Regions from separate parts of the Gasterosteus aculeatus genome. Here region 1 is linked to region 2. Evidence: chromatin contacts called from public Hi-C data. All regions are on one chromosome and are shown on one strand. The core of a region is the stretch at or near the end of the contact, and the rest is flanking DNA. Distances in the headings are between cores, read along the strand shown. Region 1 overlaps LOC120821676 (protein phosphatase 3 catalytic subunit alpha). Region 2 holds the start of LOC120821676 (protein phosphatase 3 catalytic subunit alpha).

Evidence for each region. Hi-C and Micro-C count contacts between places; a contact is called where the count stands out from the background.
Region 1: a Hi-C map of skeletal muscle shows a contact between it and region 2, with 6 times the contacts expected there. The contact joins the enhancer-like site here to the promoter of LOC120821676 in region 2. A contact is called at or near these places in 3 of 6 Hi-C or Micro-C datasets (skeletal muscle and whole body).

The regions. Positions count from the first base shown.
Region 1 is chr7:8,237,854-8,240,596 of fGasAcu3.hap1.1, reverse strand. The region is part of intron 8 of LOC120821676 (protein phosphatase 3 catalytic subunit alpha); the gene reads right to left. Among protein-coding and RNA genes, the nearest start is that of LOC120822518, 14 kb to the left of the region's middle. Within about 2 kb of position 1,461, at least 3 of the 9 cell types and tissues checked have open chromatin away from gene starts, as enhancers often do.
Region 2 is chr7:8,199,381-8,202,080 of fGasAcu3.hap1.1, reverse strand. It overlaps LOC120821676 (protein phosphatase 3 catalytic subunit alpha), which reads right to left and starts at 1,297. Exons shown (of 13, transcript XM_040180538.2): 1 at 1,024-1,297. The coding sequence starts at 1,090.

The sequences.
Region 1 (2,743 bases), core at 212-2,711, 38 kb before region 2:
CAACATTTCCTCTGTGTATTGATTACCGCCCCCAGTTGGGAAAGCGTGTCTGTCATTCTCAGGATTGGATAAGTGAATAATGTCACAGAAACATCCGGCTCAGCATTTAGGATCTGTGGGCTGAGCACTTTTCATTAGTTAACAGAGAACCAGCAATCCCTCAGGAGGAGGAGGAGGAGGAGGAGGAGGAGAGATGAGCCGGACACAGCAAGGATAATAGTCACGGACACCGTATGATCATTTTTCAGTCCATCTGACACGGACATGGGACCATGAGATGCAATCGCTTACTCCTATCTACTCGCTTTTTACCATCATGAGACGGTTCCTTTGTACACTCCTCTCAAAATCAGAAGGGGTTCGCACAATGACGCAGCAAAAGCGAAATCAAGCAGTCCGCCTGCCGACTTTAAATGGTACAGGTTGCATGTTGGGTATTTCTCTGGTTCAGTGTATATTTAGAGCGTGCCGTATCATAAACACGTGGTCTCTAGGCCTCGCGGACATTGAAGCCACACAGACCACAGAAGGCCCCGCGTGACCTCACCCGTGATTAAGGCACGGTGTGAACGAGGGTACCGAGGAAAGCACGAGGGCAACCCTCCATATATACATTCATATCTGTGCTGTATATAGAAGCCCTGGCCTGTCATGCGTACGCGGGGGCCAGTCGGGTGCCCCGGGTTGGGTGGAAAGCGGACACCGCGGCTGGGTCACCACGGGGGACTTTCCTGCCTCGGTCGAGAATAGCTCATCAAAACCGGCATCCCGAGCAGCGATCACCTCGGCCGTAACACAAAAGGGGTCAGAAAGCATCCCGCTGGGCTGGAGTTGGCCCCAGTGTGTGTGTGTGTGTCTGTGTGTAATCAATGCGTCATGGTAATGCATATAGTGCAGTAACTGTGCAATCAAAGCATTACATTCCACTGCAGTCGCCTCCTTATCCCAGGCTGCACAGACGAACACACACACACATACACAAAAATCTCCTGTAAGGGAACATCATGTACCGTGTAATTATTGTCCTGGTATTATCAATAGCGGCAAAACACCGTGACACACATGCACAATCACACACACACACACACACCACTCAGACGGGGCAGCGGGTCGTGGTGCATGTGCGTGGGGGGCGAGCGCGTGGGCAGGCCTTGCATAAACATCACATTCTGCATAAACATGGTCGGAGCGGTTGATTGAATGCAGCCACGGCAGCCCGGAGGTTGGAAGAGAGGCAGAGGCGGGGGGAGAAGGTCAGCTCCCCCCGCCGTTCCTGCCTTCAAATCGGATTCCCTTTAAAGGAACGGACACACCCGACACCCGTAGGAGCCGCGTGTCCCGACGCCGCGCGTCAGCCACTAGGTGTCTCTGCTGCTCCGGCGGCGGCGAGCAAGGGGTAGCTGAGGCCGAAGCCTGCTGCCACGGTAACACGGATACTGAGCCCGGGGCGCCAGCTCATTCATTATTCAAAAGGGAGTGCCTTGAGCCGGTTGCCCCGGTAACGAGGACTGTTAAGTCGGCTGCGAGGAGAGGGGGAGATTCCCGCTGTCCGCGGTGACTGCATATCTGTCTCTGAGGCCTCTGGTATCAAGTTCCCTGGGATTACTATTCCAGGCCAAGCGTTCCTCGGCCCATTACATTCAGCGCTCCCCTCCATTTCATGTCAGACTCGTGGACGGTGGGGGCTGAATGCAGTCGGGTGGATCGATGAATAAATGCTGAAATTAACTTCTTTTTGAGATAATCGGCCAATGAGACTATTTGTAGTGGCACGGAAAAGTGAAGCCCCCCCCCCCCCCCCCCCCCCATGTTCACACAACCACTTGGTTTGTGTGCAAGAACCTTGATTTGTTTGAGAAATGACAACAAGTAGATGAGGACCTCAAAATGATGCTTATATCTGCACTCCAGACGCCATTTAATAGCCTTTTCTGGAGCTTTCAACCACATCTCATGCTGCTCTCCAGTGTTTGCTCAGTTGATGTGGATATGCCGGAGACCAAAATAAAGTAAGCCTTAGATTTGAATATATACAAAGAGAAACGGAACCATGAGTCAGGTAAATAAGCAATAATTGATGAAATCGCAACAATGCCCAATCCTACGCACTGCACTCGACAATGACCCATAACTGGCCACATGTTATACCGAGATCAGATGCGGACCAAGTCGAGCCTGTACGGCGTGTCGTTGTTATTATTTCATGTTTAATCCCGCATGTTTACAGGAAACTGAAGGGAAGCCCACTAATGACCAGAGTGATAACAGATGGGTGGGCATCTGAGCCAGGGAAACTCTTCTCCCCGTGACGGGGGTGGGGGTAGGGGTGGGAGGAGGGGGAATGAATTCCCTGCCGCGTTGGCGTCATCACCCGTAGCTTCCTTCCTGCTATTTATTCCAGCAGCGCGTCAAAAGCGAACTATGTCCAGTTTGACCTGCGAGTGAACTAGAGGGACGTCCCGACCCCGTCACAGCTTCAGCCTCCAAAAAAACAAAAAAAACATCAACAAATGCATTTGGGTTCCCACTCCATCAGTCCTGTTTCCAGCTCCCCGTCAGGAACGCAAGGGAGGAACTGGACATTTATGTGGTTGTATAAGATTTTAACAGGTGTGGGGTTGAATCCAACCCAAACGATCCCTTTATAAAAATAAAAAAAGACACAGCGCTGCAAGTTCAGTTGTTGGCTTTCAGAGCGAGTCAATAATAATGCAGCACAAAGCATTACGTTCATACAAAACCG
Region 2 (2,700 bases), core at 48-2,547:
GAACAGGAAAATGACTCAAGGCCTCCCTGCTGCGTTCGCGCACGCTGCCATCACTGCACGCTCCCTGTTGTGATGTGCCGGAGAGGGTGATGGTTGCAACTAGTGCTGGAGCCCCACGAGCCCAGCGCAAATAAACACATTCTGTCATCTCCGTTCTGGAGGGGAATGGCTCCGCGGTGGTCTCCCAACCAAGAGGAGTCTCGGTTCCAACGGCAGCCGGCGCTCGTGGGCCAACAGAAATTGGGTTAAGACACGCTTTAAGTGGAGTGGTGCTTGTGAGGGGGACACGAGGGATCAAGGGACGGGAAAACTGGACAGGCAGCATTGCTCGTGCTGTTTGAGGAATAGGTCGCCTGGATAATGATCTCCACTGCATTCTAACTGGTGGACTGCAAAAGGTGGAATGTCTGACCTGTAAAAAAAATAAAAAAATAAAAATGCACAGAGAGCAGGCAGCACCTCCTCATATGGCACACGGCAAACCACAGGCGTCCATCTAGTAGTATTATGCAATGATGAGGAAAAAAAGACAACAAAGAGCTTTGAGTGAAACTATGCTTGGTGATGCAAAATGAGGGGTTGTGCAATATCTGCATGCATACTGTACAGCTGTGCATTGTGCATCTGGCACGCCGCAGCCTGTAATAAAAAAAAATGTAAAGAGTGCATGTATACACAAACCCACGCACACGCGCGCACACACACACACACACACGATGTGACACATTTCTAGAGGAATTGCCTCTGTGTTCTGCAAAGCGGAGTTGCCCTCACTTCCTAGTTTACTGCTGCTGTCACAGCCCGGCTAACACCCTTCTTACCCCGCTGCCACAAAACTGGGCTGCTTTTTTTTCTGTGTTTTTTTTTCTTTTTCTGCCGCCGCCGCTGAGACCGTGAATTCTTCAATTCTGCCCCCGCTGGTCAGAGGCAGCTCGCCGCGGTAACGCTCTCTCGTTTCAGCGCGGCGTGGACGACGACCACAACAACAACAGAAATAAGACTAACACAGAATAACACACTTACATTTCACCACCCTGTCCGTCGTAGATAACTTCGGCTCATCACTCGGCTTGTTTTCGGACATTTCCATTGTGGAATAATGTTGAGATATAAGCAGACACGAGAGTGGAAGCGGTCCTCTGGAGTCTGTCCGAGAGAAGAGACCCGCAGTGATCTCACTCGGTGCTGTCGGCGGCCAAAAATACTTGCAACAGGGCTACAATTGCGCTGCTGGTGCCGCAGGAGCTGCTCGGTCTGATTTACTGTTACTCTGTATCAAGTTGTGTGAGCGCAGTCTAAAGTGCTGGCCCGCAGGACCCGCCCCCCCCGACGCGCACCGACTCCTCCTATTGGCGGAGAGCGCGCAGGCTGCCACGCATCCACGTCCATTCAATTTTATTAAAGGATTGTTCCCGTGTCACTCCGGTCTGGTGCGAATAACTGGTATGAATACGTTATGATACATGTGTGGCAGGGTGGGTGCAATTTATGCTTGAATGAAGGGATAAAAAAACTATATATATATATATATATATATATATATATATATATATATATATATATATATTATAAACCATGGAAATAGAAAAATAAAAAATAAATGGTATTACACGTGCATGGTGAAGCCTCACCAGAGAGGCTTGGGAAGTGGTAGGACAACAGAATACAACTCATAGATACAGTCATTTTGATTAACCGATCCTACCATCATGATGATGTCCCCCACCTCCTGTACCACCCATTGCAGATGCTGCTTATTTAGGGCCTTGTATAAGCAGGATCTAGTTTGCACCATGTCCCGGTGAAACCATTCGCTTCCCCCCGCTTACGTGGTCCAACCCCTATGTCAACACTACTGGCGTCATCCCGTGCACAAATAGAGTGACGGTTTGGTCACATCATCTGCTATACTCAGGGACGCATGGTAAGCAGCAAACGGTGATATGAGTAACTAAGGAAATGCTGAACGCAGTGAAATATGAGGACAAATGAGTTCTAACCCACTTTGTCGCAGTGAGTCTTAGAGGTCCTGTCCGTAAATGTGCCAGTGACTTGCAAAGTCATGACGCAAAATTAAAAAAAGGTCTGTACATCATGATTGTGTATAAAACACAAGGTGAAAAGTCTACATTTTAAGCTAACTTAAGATATCAAACACAAGTTGGTAAGTGAAGGTTTTGAGGTCAAAATGAAATAGTAAGTAAAGCTAGTCATTTTTTACTTTAACTTAACTGACTTTAAATGTATTTTATTTTCCTTTTTCTGAATGAACCGGTATCGCCCGGAGTTGGCTGGGATGGACTCCAGCCCCCCCGCGACCCTGTGTGCAGGATAAGCGGTTTGACAATGGATGGATGGATGGATGGATGAATGAACCGGGCTTCTGTAGATCACAGACACTCACAAATTCATCTGCATAATTGTAATTCTGCCCTACTTTTTAGACAACGACAATAACGACATCAAAATACCCCAAACACCAAATAAATACTTCTAATCAAACGTCCTCTGAATTTTGAATGTTCCCAGAGGTTGAACCCCTACAGTTGTAGTGAATATTTCTATTTCGATGCTTGAATACTTTTCCTCCAGTGCCACCCTCAGGATAAGAGTTGCTGCTTCAGTTCTTGTTTGTTCGCAGTGGAAATCACACATCTCTCTCAGAGGACATCTCATCGGTCTACATGATAAAGCAGCTGG